Regions from separate parts of the Anas platyrhynchos genome. Here region 1 is linked to region 2. A link is a contact called in public Hi-C data. All regions are on one chromosome and are shown on one strand. Each heading gives the region's core, a stretch centred on a gene start, on an enhancer-like site or on the middle of the called end of the contact. The rest is flanking DNA. Distances are from core to core; before and after follow the strand shown.

The links. A called contact is a pair of places that touch in the nucleus more often than the background predicts.
Region 1: a contact with region 2 is called in a Hi-C map of skeletal muscle, with 3 times the contacts expected there. The contact joins two enhancer-like sites. A contact is called at or near these places in 2 of 8 Hi-C or Micro-C datasets (skeletal muscle and subcutaneous adipose tissue).

What each region holds. Positions count from the first base shown.
Region 1 is chr1:53,355,324-53,360,141 of IASCAAS_PekinDuck_T2T, reverse strand. It overlaps ADSL (adenylosuccinate lyase), which reads left to right. Exons shown (of 13, transcript NM_001310389.1): 8 at 3,456-3,525; 9 at 4,470-4,617. It also overlaps LOC106020099. Among named protein-coding and RNA genes, the nearest start is that of SGSM3, 8.8 kb to the right of the region's middle. Within about 2 kb of position 2,326, at least 5 of the 8 cell types and tissues checked have an H3K27ac peak or open chromatin away from gene starts, as enhancers often do.
Region 2 is chr1:53,175,593-53,181,151 of IASCAAS_PekinDuck_T2T, reverse strand. ST13 (ST13 Hsp70 interacting protein) reads right to left here. Exons shown (of 12, transcript XM_038173504.2): 2 at 4,977-5,034; 3 at 3,625-3,694; 4 at 3,459-3,529; 5 at 2,809-2,875; 6 at 2,239-2,323. Among named protein-coding and RNA genes, the nearest start is that of ST13, 5.8 kb to the right of the region's middle. Within about 2 kb of position 4,056, at least 1 of the 8 cell types and tissues checked has an H3K27ac peak or open chromatin away from gene starts, as enhancers often do.

The sequences.
Region 1 (4,818 bases), core at 1,077-3,576, 180 kb before region 2:
AGTTTTCCTTGGTGGCCTGTCATATTATGAGCTGACCAGAAATGCTTAAAGAACACTCGTCTCCCATTCTCATCTTGCCACCTCCAGCGGTAGACCCTTACCACGTGCTGTTCCCTAGTGGTGTTATCATGCTGACAGCTCAAGATCTGACTGTCAAATTGTCCCTCAGCTTGTGCTCTTTCTGTGGTTTCACATCCAGATCCAAAAAACTCCCTATATGAGCATTTCAGCCAAGTCCCGTTTCTCAGCTGGACATGTGTGGTGTTCCATTGCCCACTACGTGCTGTACAGTTTATGGGTCTACATTCAGGATCAGCACAATCATATCCGGGAGACAGTGTCCAATTACAAGTGCTTTTTCCTACCGCTACCGTTCCTGTTCTGTTTAGGCAGTACATACCCCGATCTGACGAGTGCAATTGCCACGGGCCTCCTTCCTCTTTCCAAAACTGTGTCCCATTATGAACTTCACTCAAATTACTAACCCACCACTTGGGTTCGACCGGGCCAGCTACCCAGGGCCAACTTTCATCCCACCCCGGTCCTCCACAAACCCAGCAGTTACTCAGGTTAAAGGCCTTGGCCACTTCCTCCCCCAGAATGAAAAAGTTATTCCTCCGTTCTTGCCCATGGCTCAGTTGCCCCTGTAAAAATAATACCAGGATGTATAGCATTGCTTATCCTTCTGCGCCGTCCAGTCTTGAGGGTGTGGGAAGAGCCTTCACTCGAGGGGCTGGGCCCGGTCTCAGGGTTGATGTGGGCCTGTGGTACCGTTCAGGCTTTCGGGGTGATCCAGCTCCTGGAAAGCTAATCACAGTTTTATATGGGTTTAAAAAAAAGGTTCTTATGTTATTTTTTTTTTCCTCCTTTTTGGATTTCTCTGACAGCAGCCACAAAGATTTTTGCTTTGGCTTTCTGTCTTTCTTCATCACGCCTCACAAAGATGTTTTGAGCCTCTCATAACAATTCCTCCAAGCCCCTGTCTTGCCAGTTATCCAGTTTCTCTATCTTTTTTCGTATGTCCTCCCATGATTTTGCCACAGAGTTTTCAGTAGCACCCCCCCACGGGTGAATCTGGATCCAGGCCAGAGTACACTAGGAGGCTTTTTCTTAACCTTCCTAGCCACTCCTCTCTTTTTTTGGTGTTCGTTAAAAGCTTTATTAATATTCTGTCCCCTTGGTATTGCCTCCTTGATGCCTTGATTTATTATAGCTCTAAGATCTCTCATGTCCTGTTGCCCTGCTGCCGTTTGGTGGTCCCAGTTAGGGTCCACGTTTGGCCATTTTGTATCCCTGGGCAGTCCAGCTTGATTTTGTCGTTCCCATATTCTCATTCCCACTTGTCTAATCGTCCCCCTTTCCTCTGTGGTGAAGAGGATCCCCAAAATCGACTGCGTTTCTTCCCACCTATACGTCTTAGGTCCCAGGAATTGATCTAATCTCTCTGTGGCCCCTCAAGGATCATTCAATAAACTACCCATTTCTTTTTAAAAATTTCTCACATCTGATGTATTGAGGGGCACAGTCACAAGCCTGTTCCTCCCTGGTTACCTCCCCAGGGTACCCCCAGCAATGGGTATAAACCCCTCTGCTCCTCAGCCCCTTCCTGCTCCCTTTCCCTGTTTCTCTGTTGCCTCCTTGTCCTTTGGGCAGGTGGGGTTGGGTTAGGGGGTCGGTGCAGTTGGGGAAGGTGGGTTATATGGAGGAGGCAAATTATCAAGGGGCTCCCACTCCTTATCTTCTTCATCCTCCTTTTATGCAATTAAATTAAATATACAAGTGGTGGGTGATTCTGTTAGTCTTAACCAGGCTGCAGCACACTTGCTCTCTTCCAGATCCACAGGTGTTCTGCTATTCACGTGAATATTCAATGCCTGATAAACCCAGTCCTCCATGGACCCAAACATCAGCCAGGATACGTGGGGTCTTAAGGGTTCTTTTGGCCATTTAACCATACAAAATCAAATCCTTCTTGCCTTATCCTTATGTTTAGTGCTTCTAAAATTATCCCAATATCTTAACATTAGCCCTAAGGGACTATCTGGTAGAATATCTGGTAATTTTTCCCCCTTTTTAAACCAGAGGCCCCTCCTCGAACCTCCCGAGTCTGAGGATCTGCTTTGTCCCTGACCCATTCCTGGAACTTCTTTTTATACAAAAAAAAGTTCAGAAACTCCTGGCTGTGCCTGTATCTAAAGGTGTCTGGTGAGTGTTATCTCACCCACGAATACCTGGAACAAACACTTCAGTCAGAAGGCCTCCACATGCTTCAGAACTGAGTCCCATCTCAATCACACCCCGACACACCATCACACGGCCAGACCCAGCGGCGTACTCACCAAACGATAAATCTTCGTTCGGATCTTCGTGCACAGAGTTACGGCTGTAAACCAGAGGAGGGGAGAGCTCTTTGTTCCTCACTTGCCTCTTCTGTTCGTAATCCAGCTGGGCTCCCTACTGCCCTTGGAAAAGGGCCACAACGAAACAAGGGTGGGGGACGCCTCCCTTAGGCGTTCGCAGCCTCGGGACCAAGAGGATCACGTCAGGGTCACCAAATTGTTATAAATTCCGGGTCAGTTTAGCTTTATAAGATTTACTGGTGGGTGCGCAGGGAGTCTGGGCTCCTCCAACACACACACACACGTTACATCAGGCAGCTGGTTTTTATGCTCCTAGGCTAATACATATTCATCACTACTTCTAGAAAAGGCAGGGTTATTATAATTAGTTCCCGAAACCCAAACCCTCCCACTGGCGCAGGCATATCACTCTCTGGTGGTCCCTCTGGGGGTCTCACGTGCTGAAGGCTCATAATCTTCCTCCCAGGCTTTTTTCCTTGTCCTTCGCTTTTGTCCATCTTGGCCGGGTGTCAGAGACTTGCTTAGTGTCCCACGCACTAGTCACAATAGTTAGCAGTTATTCTGAACCCCCCCAGATACCAGAGACTCCAGGTTTACCCTTCAAGCCCTCTATTGCCACGAATCGCTGAAACATTCCTTACACTGTGGATTCTTTTCATTGATTTATCTCTCTTTCCTCCCACCTCTTTCTCTTGGGCTAAAGTGATCTGTGGTATGTTTTTCTGTTTCAGTTTTGTAAGCTGGCTGGTTCAGTGAGCACACGTTATCTGTATTTGCAAGCCGCTGTACTTTTGTTATGGTTTTTCAGTGTTCCCTCCTGGTATCTTTTAACATTCCCTGAAAAGCTTTGCCCTTCTTGGAGTCCTGTTGTATTCTAATACAGTGGACACCCTCTTTTAATTATGCTTTCTTGACTGTGGGATTTATAGGCCAGGAGCTGTGGTTGTAGTGTCAATTTTTTTCTCAAATTTTCACTGCCTCCTCAGTTGTCTTCTTGGACACCATTGTAAATGATTCTTCACAAACGCTGACAGGAGATATACTGGTGAGTGTTGGTTTGGTTCTGTTTGTTAATTTCTTGGGCTTTTTTTCTAGATTTGTACCGACATTCGTCTTTTGGCCAACCTGAAGGAGATAGAGGAGCCTTTTGAGAAGGACCAGATTGGTAAGGGACTATAGCCATTTCTGGGACTGGCATATGGACCCTTTGACTTATGCTGGTGCAGCAATTTAAGCAAGCTTAGAAATGTGACTGGCAGAAGTTGCTTTAAATTAACTGGGGTGTGAGGTAAAGGTTTCTGGATATTAAGTAATGAATTTAATTTTAATATTTGTATTCATGCACTTCCTGGGTTGAGGGAGAGCAGAAGCAGTTATGTATTCTGCATTCACTGCAGAAGATGCCCTGGGTCTGAGGAGAACACGTTGTTTTCCATTCCTTAAGAACTTAACTAGAGCTGTAGGTTTCCTGGTTGACTCAGCATTTTGGTGTTTGTAAACAGACAAGTTTGGAACAATAAAACTGGACTGGACACTTGCCAGAAAAATGCCAGTGACATGACTCTGATGTTGGTAAAAGGGGAGGAGGGAATGTCAAGTTTTAGACCTTGGAGCCCAGGCACCCTAAATAGTTGCATAGGATTGAGTCAGCAGTTCAGGCCGTAGCCCTGTCTGTTACTTGAACCATTCTGCATTACGTGATTGGTTTTAAAGTACATTTCAACATGAAGCAGAAGGAAGCAGTGTATCTGACTTGGAAGAAGAGCGTTACAGGGGTCGTGAACACTGCTAGTGTTGCCATGGGTAGCTTAGAGAGATGGTGCTAAATGCTGCACTAGAAATAACGTCCATTTGTTCCTGTTCTGTGGTAGTACGTACGCTGTTTTGCAGAATGGCAAAATGTCTTCTCACTTTTTTTTTCCCCCCACATTTGGATGTTTCTGATCAATCTGAAGAAGTGCGATGTTGTCATTTTCTTTACTGCATTTAGAAAACCATCATGTTCTGAGGCTTTAGTCAAAATTTGATTCCTGACGCACTTCTCTTATCTGGAGGAGGCCCTGCACCTTCCTGAGCGTGCTATTTCCACCACTCTCTCTCCTTTCACAGGTTCAAGTGCAATGCCTTACAAGAGGAACCCGATGCGTTCAGAACGGTGCTGCAGCCTGGCTCGACACCTGATGACTCTGATCATGGATCCCCTCCAAACAGCTTCTGTGCAGTGGTTCGAGCGAACGCTGGACGACAGTGCCAACAGGTTTGTTCACACCGTGCAACGCAGCAATTCTGGAAGGTCTTGTGCAAGAAGGCCCTTTGATGTATTGAGGAAAGACTATTTTTAAACTAAAACCACAAGTTACCACCTTGATGAAAAGCAGTCTCAATAGAAGTTAGAGACTTGCAGACTGGTTTCCTCTGAAAGACCAGATGAAAAATGTTAGTTTTCTGTAACCGTCAA
Region 2 (5,559 bases), core at 2,807-5,306:
TGTGAACCAAAGGCTGAAAAAACATGAGAGGTGACTATCATCTCAGTTCCCTTTTTCATATACTACTGGTTCATAGATACCTGAGATTGTCAACTACCAAGAGAAACTGAATGCTGGATGATGTGGGCTGTTTAAGCTCACCTGATACAACTGCTCTCTGTGTTAGGACTTGGACTATCCTTCAGAAGACTACTCATTATCAGACATGGCCATTGCCAGATGACAAGTTGTTAGGACAAGTAGTTAAAAAAAACAAACAAAAAACAGAACATGCAGCACATGGAGAGCTGCTGGCTTTGGATTCTGAAGTAACGCAATCACTGGCTTGCTGTATTTGCTACTACACTTTAATGACACATGAGCATGCACTATATTGATAATTTCAGGGGACCCTACCAAAGAGGGAACTCATTTCAAATGGATACAAAAGGCAAATACAAAAGGCATTAATCAAACAAAGGCTTGATTCCAGTTTGGGTCTGTAAATTGTGAAACTGTCTTTCCCACCAGTGCTGGGCCAAGAGAAGCCTATCCTAATGTTAAGGGTCTGGCTGTGAATGAAGGATTAGCTGGGATTTTCATTTTCTGTGTAAAGCAAGTTTTTTTGTTATTAATTGCTATCAAGAGCTTTTTGCTTTTGAAAATAGCAGAGTCGGAAAAAAAAAACAACAAAAACTGTACAAACCCAAAAAGTTAGCCTGATCCCCTCTCAGTTAAGGCTAATAACTGCAAGTTTTGCAATATACAAGCTTATCTAATTATTAGGGCTGTATGTCTAAGAGGTTCAGGTATTTCATACTTCATCTCTGTATGAAACACTGGAAAACATTCCTGAATTGGCCGAGTATTCAGTAGTCAAGATACTCCAAGTAAGAACATCTGCCCTTTTACATTTACTCAGAGGAGAAAAAAAAGGTGTCAGCAATTACAGAGTGCCTGTAACTTCATCATTAAAGCTTGTTATAAAACAAGAATAAATTCACACATTCTCCTAGTAACAAACACATGGACATCTCAAGGAACTATCCCAAACCTACACCTCACCAATGAGAGATGCTCCAATGCTGCTGGCGGTCTTAGAATATTGATAAACACAAAACAAAAACAAAGAAACAAACCCTTAAGCAACAAAAAACAAAACCTGAGTCCACCAGTGACAGGTGGATTACTCACAGCACTTCACTACTCACAGCTGTTACACTTTAAGTTTTACAATAACCTAGTATACTGTTTATTCATGTCTGTAAAAGAGGAAATGGAGGTCAATTTTAAACTTCTCCTGATGCTTACACTTCTCATTGCTAAAAAATCCCAGCCCTGAGAAGATACTGCACCATAAGAGGTTTTTAAAATGTTAACTATGATCACAACAATACCAAAAACTAGAGTACTGAGGTACACAAACAGTGTACACACAAAAACTAGGATATAGCACGTACAAAAGAAGCAGCCATTTACCAGTGAGGTGTAGTAGAACAAAAGAACTAAAAGACACTGAGCAATCACGTGGAAGTCATCAAAATTGAACAGAATGAACTTTCTTACTATAAAGATGATCTACTGAACTATCAACTCATCCATGCTTAGTGACTTGTTTTTGTGCAAAAAGTAAAGGAAAAAAAATCCATGGGAACTCGTGTTTCTCTAACACGCACATTCCTGGCCTTCCACAAGATTTAGGAAGATAAACGTTGGTGCATCATAGACAAGGACAAATCAAATTTGACATTATGCCCTCATTAACTCATTATCTGCAGTCTGGTAAATGTAATTTGAAATAAGGCTGATGTTGAATATTAGGTACATTCTGCTCAAACATAGGAGCGCTGAACAGAAAGAAATCTGCTTCTTTCTGTCAAGAAATACAGTTAGCAGGCACAACAGGGAGGGAATTTACCTAATCCATTTAACTTTTTAACTAGACAGGACATAATCCTAGAAGAAACTTCAAATGTTTCAGGCATTTGTGATCCAACATTATTCTAATTCAACACACAACAAGGCATAAACTACCACAATGTATTTTAGTACAGAATTTTGTTATTTGATCTACTATCAAGGCCCTTTAGATGGCTGCTTCCACAAATCCCATTAATCACACACAGGAGAAAATGTACAAAGTGTACTTTTCTTTCCCTTCCCTCTCCTTTTAAATTTACGCAGATCTTGCCAGCGTAATTTAAGCTCTTTAAGGGAGTAACAGGCAGAAACATAAATCACTAGTTTCTGATGACTCACCTTGCCCTCTTGGCATACAAGATGGCCAAACAAGGATTCAGCTTGATAGCATCTGTGAACAAGTCGACAGCCTTCTGAAGTTCACCTGAAAATGAGTACCAGTAAAGTTTCCATCATTAGGAAATGATTTCATCCAAGTTGCCAAGCCTGCCTTATCTTAAATGGAAGATGATCAACAAAAGAAAATCCAATTTGCAACATTATTGACGTATAAACTCCAAAAGGAGCCCTGGAGGGTTGGGGAGGGGAACTTTTCCAAGTTAAATTTGTCCAGTTGACTTCATATGCAATCACGTAGGAAGCACACAGCTTTTCACTGCATTAAGACAAACCACTAGAGACACTAATCACAGTACGTAGGGAAGTACTGTAACAGTCAGTTTATAATTAAGATGCTGCAGTACTTCCCCCAGCGATAGCCACATGGGGAAGACAGTTCTTTAAAAAGCCTTTATATGCTAGCTAGTTTTGGATATCCAAGAAGGTCCAAGATACTTCATGTTTGTTTCTTTTTTGGCACCAAATATTATGCCCTTTAATATATACTAGAAAACAACTAAAAAATATTACCTTCACTTAGAGCGTTGATAGCTTCCATCTTCTTTTCATTAGCTTGATCCATCATCTCTTCCGTTACCTAAGAAAATAAGCAAACAAAATGACACACACACACAGACAAAACCCAAACGCTAGAGCCCAGGCCAGAAGGACCACCAAAGACAGCACCAAAGGCGGCAGCTGCAGTTTTCTGTCTCTAGAATCCTTTGTTTAATTTAGGTTTAAATCAAAGTACTAAAACTATGATCTTTTTTGCTTTCATTTTGGAGACACTAGTCACTGTTATTTTAGCTGCAAAAGGCTCTCTTGAGTGTTCAACTCAGCCAAACAGCACTCAGGAGAGAGTTCAAATACCTTTTGGTAGTTGAATTGCGTTAGATTTCTACAGATCTAGTTTTCGTGTGCATTTTAATATTTTTGCTGTTGTTGTTTTTGTTTTCTGACCTTATTTTTCCTCACTCAACTTTTTGGTGGACTACTCTTGACAAAGAAAAGATTGTTGTTTTAAACCAGCAAGTGTTCCATTCAGGTCAAAGAGATCCAGAACTGCAGATGGGTACCTAGCTATGTAGTCCAAATTTCCCCCTCAGCTGCTATTCTCGACTAAATTCAAAACCTCTCTCCTTTCCTACTGCCAGAGCCATTGAAGGTATTGTGCTTACCTCCACGTTTTCATCTCCCATTTCTTGAGGGGCATCATTATCTGGTTCAATCACTCCTTCATTGTCAATTTCTGAGGGAAAAGCAAAAAGCAACTTCAGACTCCATCCACAAACAGAGATTTCTAGACTCACATTTTAACTGTGATATGCCATCTATTTTCCACACCTAAGTCACTCTCTTCACTTTCTGGCTCAGGAGATTTAACTGGCTCCTCTGGCTGTTCTTCTGCTTTGCCCTGAAAGAGAAATGTATTTGTAAGCGCACACTATTTCTGACTGATATGCTACTCCCAATCTAATAAAGAGCAATGCATCAGAAAATACAAAATGAATCTGCAAAGCATATGACTGCTCTGCAGCTGAACAGTTATTTTTAAGACAATTCTCCTTTCCTTTTTTCCTCCTCTGAGATTAAGTCTGTCACACACACACACAAATAATTCAGAACCCAAATCTTTACTCATGAACTTATATTATTGGTAAAGCCTGTCCTTCAAACTGTATAATTCAATGACCAAACACAATGATCCAGATAATACATACTTTAGAACCAGTGTTGCAACGAATACTAGCTAGCCACTGCAATCTTCCTGCCCTCCCCGACGCATTCTCTGGATGAAAAATTCTCTCCATCTAGTACTATTAAGCTAGGGTCCTTCACAAGGAAGGATAAGCTAGCATCAATGACTAAAATATTTCTTTATCTGTCAAGGTCAGAGATCTTTGCTACTTATACATACTTAGAATAATTTCCCATGTTTTCCTATCAACTTTTAATTACTTCTACTTTCCTCCGAACCCCACCACTTAGCACACCCTCCATTGTCACAGACACAAGCTGTTTGCCTTCCCGTTCAATGTCGCAGACTATACTCACTACTTACACACAATTGCCCCAGAGTTCTAGTCAGCCAGTATTGCAAGCAACCACTGTCTTGTTAAATGCAAAATAAAATCTCTTCTGCTTTTTCCAAGAATAATTTCAAGCTTGGAAAAATCCCGCTATACACATCTATAAGACTAATTTATTGTCTCCCTTAAAACAATAAGAAACAAACAACCCACACCCACCTCTTCCACAATGCTGTCATAAAAAGTTGACAATTTAACCGTTCACTTCATTACTTATTGTGCTTGCAGTACTTCTTGTCATGCAGAGATTATAATTTGAGCCACTAATGACAGCAGAAATGGTCTATAAACAGACCATGAGAACATTAAAAAAATAGAAACTCGAGTGTTTGCCATTTGCATTGCTGAGAACATCAGGCATTCAGGATGAAGGAAATGGAGCATGGTAACAATTGAAACAAACTGGAAAGCCATCTGTAACAAATCACTGTCTATGACACCCAATGGGTAGGCTTCAGACTGAACTGTCAAAATTATTCACCCCAGTGTATTCACCCACACTATTTGAGTGAAGTTTGATGGTAATTTTTGTTTCTCTCTTCATACCCAATAACATTTGGACTCTACAAAAGTTATCTTGCAGTTACAAAATTCTTTATACCTCACCTTACTTGTCTCATCTGTGGAGGTGCTGGCTGGAGCAGGTGGTATTGTGCCTCCCATGCTTTTCAACAAAACACAGAAGAGAAAAAAGAAAACAGTAAGATTATCAAAATAGTGGCCCATATTTTATTGATTCAAATCCTGCTGATAGTCTCAGCTTTCTGTTATGACAGAAAACATGATGATCCAATTCACTGTAAAAGCAGTAAAAATAGCACATGGCGTTCATGATTTCACAATGTAACATAACACACATTGACTCTTTCACCTAAAACTGCACTGTAACTTGTACTCAAGTGCATGACACATCACCCCCATCCATCCTTTTTCACAAGGAAAAGTTGCCTTTTTAGCAGAAACTGATTTTTTCCCTTAAAACGTAAGTTTTATTTCAAGTCCAAAATAGATAGTATTATAGCTATTACTGAAACTAGAATTGTTTTTGAAACAGAGTTCAAACAAGCTAACAGAACCACAATAGTCTAAAAAATGTCTGTTATCCTGATTTTTTTGGGGTCTAAAATGCTTATATAATTAACAGAAATGCTGTTCTCTATGCAGCATTTTTTTCTGCGTTGCAATATCC